3 separate regions of the Mus musculus genome follow, and all the other regions are linked to region 2. A link is a contact called in public Hi-C data. All regions are on one chromosome and are shown on one strand. Each heading gives the region's core, a stretch centred on a gene start, on an enhancer-like site or on the middle of the called end of the contact. The rest is flanking DNA. Distances are from core to core; before and after follow the strand shown.

Region 1 (2,700 bases), core at 153-2,652, 500 kb after region 2:
GGAGTCCCTTCCTCACTTTTTTTGTGTGCCCATGTGAGTGTTGAGTTGTGCATGTCCCAATATGTCTATGGAGGTCAGAGAGCAATTTTCAGTGATTGGTTCTCTTCTTCTACCATGTGGGTACTGGGAATAGATCTTGGGTTCTCAGGCCCAGCAGCAAGCACCTTTACACATTGAGCCACTTCACAGACCTTTGGACCTAATTTTATATGTATAATTTTATAACCTAAGAGATCTCTTTATCTAAGAGATGGGACTATGCTGTTCGCTATTGGTAAACTATTTGTCTTATAGATCTATTGTCAAACCCTCCCCATGCTCCTCAGTTTGAATACTCATTAGTCTCCACTTAGACATTAACTTATTTTTAATTAGGAATATGTAAGGGGGTGTATATGTCAGTGTTTGGGCCCACAGAGTCCAGCAAATGCTGTCAGATCCCATGGAATGAGTTACAGGCAATTGTGAACTGTCCAACGTGGGTACTAAGAACCAAACTTGGGTCCTCTGCAAGAGCAGTAAGTGCTCTTAACCACTGAGTTATCTCTTGGTCCTTTGGACTTTAATTTATGTCACAGGGTAATTAACAAGAAGAAAGGCCTTCAGAGGCTCTTGCTAATGATCCCAAAATAAATAACTAATTAAGAAAAATCAAAACTCTTAGATGATGTTTAACATACCAGTTAATTTATTATGACAAATGGTGGTCACAAGTATATCTGGTTACTTTTCCTCTTGGTAGGTAGTGTTAACTGATGATAAGTAGCCTTCAAATAAGAGATGGAGAATGTAGCATCATATGTGTAAAGACTCAAGTTCATATCAACAAGTCACATGCCCCTCTAATTGGAGAGGGATTTGTACAAGAGTGTCAAATAAGCCCAGTTATTAAACATTATCCACTCAAATGTGTGCAGAATATGGCTTTACCCACGCCTATTTTGATACCAGGCATGCATAACTGTTGAGCAACATTTACTCTAACTTGTCTTGGTCTGTTGCTTTCTTCTGAACATGTTCAGGCAGGTGTTATCCTTTTCTTCCTTATAGTAGACCTGCAGATATCTAAGCAGAGCTGCCAATATCTCTATATCTATAGATACCCTTACTCTATCTATAGACTCACCATTAGCATATTGTTCCTTGGCCCTGGTGTCTTGAATGACCTAGTTAATCAAAGTTTCTGTGTGCCCAGTGTCCAAAAATGGAAACAATACTCTGTTTGGACTCCTGCTTGGTACAGCTCTCAACTGGGTTCCCCTCATCATTGTTCCCACACTCTAAAAAAAAAAAAATCTTACTTCTGGGACACATTTAAAATTAATCTGTTCTCTTCACACCCACAGCTGCTACCTCCTGTAAGCAGGCTAAAATTATCTTCCCTTCCCACATCACTTCCTGTTTCAAATGCCTCTTTTATAGCTCCCTGTGGGTTTTTTCATCAGGTTCCAGTTTCTTGATCTGTTATTGTCCGACTCCAATCATTATTTTTACGGCTTCCTGATACTTGGTTCTTTTCTCTTCCACAGCTTTGTTCACTGTCACCTCTATTGAAAGTTAACACTTTGCAATATCCACCATTTTTATCCTTTCCTCAATTAGAAATCCCTTTTATATATCGACCTCATGTTTGAATCGTATAAGAAATGTGGGTGTGATCTTTCCTCCTTCAGCATCCATGAACATCCCCATTGTGGAGATTTGATCACATTTTCGATATCCACGCACACTATTATAGTGCTTTAATCACATTTTCTTTAAAAATTTTTTCCAAGAAATAGATGTGATTATCACATTTATATCATTTTGATGACTTTGTCTTGGTTAAATACTGGTGTCAAGAAGAAGCTGTTAGAACCCAAATTATATCTTACAATACAACATGAAATGTAGAGCCCTTCACATGAATGACACAGTACTTTGGGGTAGCAAGAAATACCCCTCAAACTCACATTGACTGACTGTCATTCCACTGAAAGATGAATCATGTCAGTCATTCAAATTAGCTTTACACCTTTTCTGGCCTTGGAGGGCTCCTGTACACATGGTTCACATAAACTCAGACACAGCTCAAGGTCTTGCACTATGGTGAACCCCCCCCCCACCACCACCCCATGTCTCCAAAGGTGTTGAAGGACAGGACTGAGTTAAATATTTTAGCTCTGGGCCTCTGAATCCACACCTGTGTGTACCTCTAGACACAACGATTAATACATAAAGTCTGTCTACCAGAGCGCCTCAGGCCATATAAACACATTTTTTTATTGAATGAGCTCAAAGTCCTTTGTAGATATTATCTTTATAATTCTCCTAACAGTCCCTTTCGGCATGAAGAAACCAGAAGGGATTGATTAGCTCTGCATGTTTTTGAAGAGCCGGCCTTTAATGGAGGCAGCAGGCCCATATCCCTGGGGTCATTTCTTTCAACAGGTGGATGGCCTGTCTTAAGTCAAGGTCACACTTTAAGGTACTGGCGTGCTTAGAAAAGAATTCTAGTTTAATGATCCACCCATGAGATCTGGCTGCTTTCCACATGTACAAAGTCACTGAGGAGTTAGATTAAGACCATCTACATAAATTCCAGTGTTTCCATGGAAACACTCTCTGGAGGAAGAATCAAGCACAGGACATGAGTCTGAGTGCTAGGCACATGGTAAAGACCTCTTGGGCCCCACTCTTCCTTGTCACAACAGAGGACTA
Region 2 (2,700 bases), core at 23-2,522:
AGCACCTGTCTACTACTGCCTTCCAGAGACGACCACTGGCAGTAAAGCAACTGCAGTTGTGACAAGGGACATCTCTCCGTGTTGGTCATCTTTCCTTTATTTCTGTTGAGGAACATATTTCCTCAGGAAGAAAAAAAAATTGTTTTTTGAACAGACTTAAGACAAGCAGGCTCTAACAGTTTGCCACACCCCCACATCAGTGTTTTCACAGCTGAGTGGTTCCCAGCCTCAAGCTTCTTTTCATAGAGGAAACTGTTGTGATAATAAAGAAACCTGATGTGGGGTGTGTGGGGGCAGTTCTGAGCCCCATGTTTTAGTCTTGTGTAACCTTTTTTAGAAGTTGCTCAACCCTCTAAGCTTCCGTTTCCAAACTGTATGTCACACAGGGCAGGGTAATCTCACGACAGAGGAAGCAGAACGACTCAGGCTTTGAACAGGAAGAGGACCACAGAAGCATTTTGAGGCAGCACCAGTAGATAGGAGCCAGGTGTGGTGCACACACCTTTAGCCCTAGCATTTGGGAGGCAGACGCAGACGAATCTTTTGAGTTCCAGGCTACCCTGGTCTACAGAATGAGTTCCAGGACAGCCAGGTCTAGAAAGAAAGAAAGAAAGAGAGAGAGAGAGAGAGAGGGAGAGAGAGAGAGAGAGAAGAAATAAAGAATAGAAATAATGATGTAGGCATACTACATGGTTCTTAGAAGACAGAACTTCTCAAGTCCAACAAGGTGTAAGTCCCCTTGCTTTGGTGTGTAGGCTGCTACTTGGTGGCAGATGGAATATGTCCCTGGAATGTTTGAGTGGAGTTGGCTGTGAGCTGCTTTATAGTGCTTGCCCAAGACCGGCCTCAGAGTCTGGAAGACACAATGCCTGCTGCTCATCCACTTAGCACATGGATCTGGCAGCATGATTGTCATCCCTCACCATTCTCACAGAGAAGAGAATTACGTCAATGTAATTGAGATAAAGCTGTGTCATGATTAAGGACCTTGTAGCAATCTGCCTTTCCTCGGACGTCGTGACACTCTGTCTTGCTATGGCCCTGTAACATAAATTCTAATTCAAGGCTTTTTCTTTTTCTTTCACTGAACATTCAGTTTCTTTAAGAGTGTAATTGGTTTACAAGACTTTTGAGAAATACGTTTGTTTCAATCTTTAGATTGTAACTGCAGTCTTGCACGCTGAAAATGTGCGGTGACTCACTAGCAGGTCAGCTTCCCTGACAGGTTGCTGCCAGCTATGTGTTAGTGGGAGAGACGCCCTGACATCATCCCTGAACTGCTTTCTCTTTCATATTCTTGTGTTCTTGCAGCTGTGAGCCAGAGGGTGGGTGAGGCTGAGAAAGAAGCAGGCTTTAGAAATGTCAGACATCCTCCTGGAGCTGCTCTGTGTCTCCGAGAAGGCTGCTAACATCGCCAGGGCGTGCAGGCAGCAGGAGACCCTCTTCCAGCTGCTCATTGAGGAGAAGAAAGGTGCAGAGAAGAACAAGAAGTTTGCTGCAGATTTCAAGACCCTGGCGGATGTGCTGGTGCAGGAAGTTATAAAACAGAACATGGAAAACAAGGTAAGAGGTCAGGCCACGGTGGCTGCAGGACACCTGCCTCCGTGCTTCCTCTGGTTCCCTCAGAATAAACAGCAGGCCTTTTACTGACTCTTATGTTCTCTTAGGTCCAAACAAACACCTTGCAGCCTTGCCTTATTTTTATTACAGTATTAAAATGGTCTTTGCAGGAAATCATTGAAGTATAGAAAAGCAAACAGGATGAGAGTGCTCAGATTCCTAACCTGAGTATATGGTATTGACCCTCTTACTTATTGATGGGTTTCTTGTTAATAAATAATATATGCTCTCTGCACCAGAGCACACTGAGCTACATGCTCCCGAGGGCCACTGACGCTTCCTTCTGTGTGTCCACGCTCTGACCCACTTATTTCAGAGCAGTGTTTGGCTTCTCAGCTAAACCATTTATCTAATGTTTTGCTTTGGTTATGGGCTTGGAATTAGGCGAACTCTCCCTTTATTCTACTATAAAAATATGGTCATGACAAACACTGATTGTGATTCTATGTGTGGAAATGGCTAGAAAAAGCCAGGCTTCTTGAGTCGTAGCAGTAACACCAGCAAGCAGTGCTCACTGAGGCTGCATGGACTTGACTTTGTTACCCCTATAAGAATTCTGTAAGGTTAGAGCCATTGTTCTACTGGGATGAAGCTGTCACAGAGAGCTGGAGTAAGTTGCCTGAATTGACGCTGCCCAGCATGACAGCTTGAGTTCTTCAACATAGGAAATGGTTTCTAAGTCTGTGTCACTGGGCATTCTGTCGTCTTTTATATAACTCGCCCCACCTTCTTTTTTTTTTTTTTAAATTTGGGAGGATGGAACTTTATGATAGAAAATAATATAAAACACTTCAATATCTTTATTGAACTTTTTAAACCTGAGGACTACTGTAGAATTCAGTAAAATCTTGACCACCAGTGTGAGAAGAGAATACATGAATTATACAAAATCTCCATAGACTATATATTTTTTCATGCCCTTTACTACCTGGCTTTGGTGAGCTAAATGAAGGAAGCTTGTTTTCTGTTGTTACCAGTGGAGACCCTTGGATACAAAGGCGGGTTGGGCAACTGGACTGGATATATGTCAACATTTTATGGGTTGATATGTGCCTCTAAACAATAGAACAAGCCCAGGCA
Region 3 (2,700 bases), core at 54-2,553, 330 kb after region 2:
TGAGTATCAGGGAAAACAGCCATTTTGGTACAACTCTTAGGTAAAATAGCACAAGATCTCAATAACATATCGTCAACATTGCTACTCTTACCCCATTTAAAGCATTACTGAACAATTGTTAAATTAGTGTGTAGCTTTGGATAATTTTATTAATTTCTGTGTATATGTCAGGGGGTGCATGCTTGTGTGGGTGCACAAGGGTGCTGGTAGGTGTACTCATGTGTGCACCTGTTTATAGAGGCCAGACGGAAGCCTTGGGTGTGGTTCCTCAGGGTCCACCCACCTTGATTTTTTTGAGACAGGGCTCTTGTTAGCCTTGTTCTTATTTGTTCTTCTAGCTGGCTGCAGAGCCCCAGGAACCCAGCTGGATCTGCTCCCCACTACTGGAGTCATGGCGCATACCTCCCAGCTCAGTTCTTCATGCTGGAGTCATGGCGCATACCTCCCAGCTCAGTTCTTCATGTGGGTGCTGGGATTTGAATTTGGTTTCTCAGGCTTCTACAGCCAGTACTGTGTGCTACAATAGCTATCCTCCTACCCCAAAATCTTAGTCAATTTTTAACTATGTATGTGCTCAGAAGTGGACATTTCCAAAGTCCGTGTGTGAATGTCCCTTTTAGACAGAACTGCAGACCTGTTTGCAGGCCCGTTTAGTATTGCCAAACCTTGCTACTATGTTTCCCTCCCAGAATGGCCTGTTGAAATGTCCCCAGTTAACTTGCCAAAATGAAGTTGTTACCTTTGATCTGGTTTGTACATGTCTAGAAAAGTAATAAGGGTATTTCTTCTGTTTTTTAATCCATTATGTGTTCCATCTATTGATTTTTAAAATTGTGAATCATGACTTTTGTAACCAATTTTACATAGTGGCATTCTTATAGTACTTTTATATAACATGATAATGAATCATATCTGCATTTTGACTATTACTTCATTGGCAAATGTCATATAGACACACTGCTTTGAATATCACATGCAAGTAATTTAAAGCAGAACACAGAAAAGGAGCCTCTAAAACACGTGCAGAGGTGACCTCATATGTCACACAGCAGCCTTCTGTTTCAAACATGTCCATCTATGCGTGGTTTGGAAATGCTGCTTCACTCTGGGATGGAGGCAGAGATCCTTGCTGGCAGGGATGCCTCTCTGCATAATTTGCATTGTTTAATTTTGGTGGGAGGTGTGTTTGTCTTGTTCTTCTAGACAAGCATTTTACACCTTTTCTCCTCCAAGCAGGCTGTCATCATAGCAGAATCTGGGTAGCGCCAAATCCTAAAATAAGATGCCAGGATTTCACCCTGTGCTCAAAGCAGTTGACAGCAGATGTTGCTGCTGCTCTTAGGCTCTTTTTTTCCATCTTCTTTCTTTCTTGATTTCTTTTCTTTTTTTCTATTTTAGAAAGAAGGGGAAATCCTTTAAAGGACTCAGAACCTTGGGAAACAAAGTGAAGCTTACATTGGCTTTGAGTTTACATAGAGTTCTCTTTATGGGACTGAAAGGAAACCTTTTGAACAAACCTGGTGTCTTACATGACACAAGCATGCATTCATAGTTATGGAGGCAGATATACATCCACAGGAAGTGTGAGCTCCTTTTAATAAATACTAAATGCATTCGCTGGTGTCTCAAATTAGCAGCATCAGGCCATGAAGAAATCTAGAATGCTTTAGTTATTGCTTTTATCTTTGCTTTACTCACTAGCAGGCTGAAAAGGGGATGGCGAAGCAGATGGAGCTCCTGTGTGCCCAGGCCGGGTATGAGAGGCTGCAGCAGGAGAGGAGACTCACGGCCGGGCTCTACAGGCAGAGCTCCGGCGAGCAGAGCCCTGATGGCGGCCTGCCTTCTGATAGCTCTGATGGACAAGGTGAGCCTCTGCAGTGACTGGCCACTTGCCTCTCAAAGAGAAGTGGGGAGAATGGATTCCTTTATGTCTTGAAGGGATCATATCTGCAGAAATCCATTTTCACTAGTCCCTTTTCAGAGGAAAGTGGTCATCCTGCATCCTGTATATTTTAATTTCTAAAAGTCCTTACGTTTTATTATTCCTGTACTGTAGCTTGCGCATGTGTAGAGGCTTGGTCAGGACAGGGATGTGCGAATACAGCCCATTTCCCCTAAGAAACAGATTCCGTCAAAGATGCTGCTTTGCTGATAGCACCTGTTTCCTTGTGGTGCTAGGATTGAACCCAGGGCCTTCCACTGAAGTACACCCTCACCTTTTCCAAACGACAGAAACATCGTTCTTTAAATTTCAAAAATCAATTTGTCTAAAATGTATATTTGTTTCCTAACACAAGTCTGTGTTAGAAAGCTGAGTCATGAGTGTTTTTACTACTCTGAAAAAAAAAATGTTTTTGGCTTTTCTCCTGTCTTCAGTATGAAGAAAACCCCATGTCATTGTCATCCACTCATTGAAAAGGTTTTTTGAAGTGTTTTCTATATGCCAGGCAGGCCTCCAAGGCCAGAAGGCAGAGCAGTGCAAAAGACATCCTTGCTTATGCACAGCTTAGCTTCAAGTAGCGAGGAATGGTGTGTAGCCCTGTAAATCGGTCCTTAGCTTCAATATCAGTAAATAGTATACTGAAGGATATTGTCTTATTTTATGTATTATTTACTTTCTAGTAAGTGCTTAGTATTGTTAATAATTTCTTTCACCAAGTAAGAGTCCATCTTTTAAAACATGATTTAAGTTCATAACTT

What was found. A called contact is a pair of places that touch in the nucleus more often than the background predicts.
Region 1: a Hi-C map of cerebral cortex shows a contact between it and region 2, with 4 times the contacts expected there. The contact joins two enhancer-like sites. A contact is called at or near these places in 1 of 15 datasets of contacts at CTCF or cohesin (large pre-B cells), 8 of 484 Hi-C or Micro-C datasets (the G1E-ER4 cell line, the HL-1 cell line, cerebral cortex and 3 more) and 3 of 115 datasets of contacts at active chromatin or transcription factors (bone marrow-derived macrophages, large pre-B cells and memory CD8 T cells).
Region 3: a Hi-C map of cortical neurons shows a contact between it and region 2, with 2.5 times the contacts expected there. The contact joins two enhancer-like sites. A contact is called at or near these places in 1 of 484 Hi-C or Micro-C datasets (cortical neurons) and 1 of 9 other capture datasets (adipose tissue).

The regions. Positions count from the first base shown.
Region 1 is chr1:52,293,388-52,296,087 of GRCm38.p6, reverse strand. No RefSeq gene overlaps it. Among named protein-coding and RNA genes, the nearest start is that of Gm31955, 11 kb to the left of the region's middle. Within about 2 kb of position 1,402, at least 28 of the 459 cell types and tissues checked have an H3K27ac peak or open chromatin away from gene starts, as enhancers often do.
Region 2 is chr1:52,798,148-52,800,847 of GRCm38.p6, reverse strand. Inpp1 (inositol polyphosphate-1-phosphatase) reads left to right here. Exons shown (of 6, transcript NM_008384.2): 2 at 1,312-1,563. The coding sequence starts at 1,360. Among named protein-coding and RNA genes, the nearest start is that of Inpp1, 18 kb to the left of the region's middle. Within about 2 kb of position 1,272, at least 252 of the 459 cell types and tissues checked have an H3K27ac peak or open chromatin away from gene starts, as enhancers often do. A contact at or near this core is called in cortical neurons, where this site is marked.
Region 3 is chr1:52,463,949-52,466,648 of GRCm38.p6, reverse strand. Nab1 (Ngfi-A binding protein 1) reads left to right here. Exons shown (of 8, transcript NM_008667.3): 6 at 1,702-1,864. Among named protein-coding and RNA genes, the nearest start is that of Gm23460, 21 kb to the right of the region's middle. Within about 2 kb of position 1,303, at least 14 of the 459 cell types and tissues checked have an H3K27ac peak or open chromatin away from gene starts, as enhancers often do. A contact at or near this core is called in cortical neurons, where this site is marked.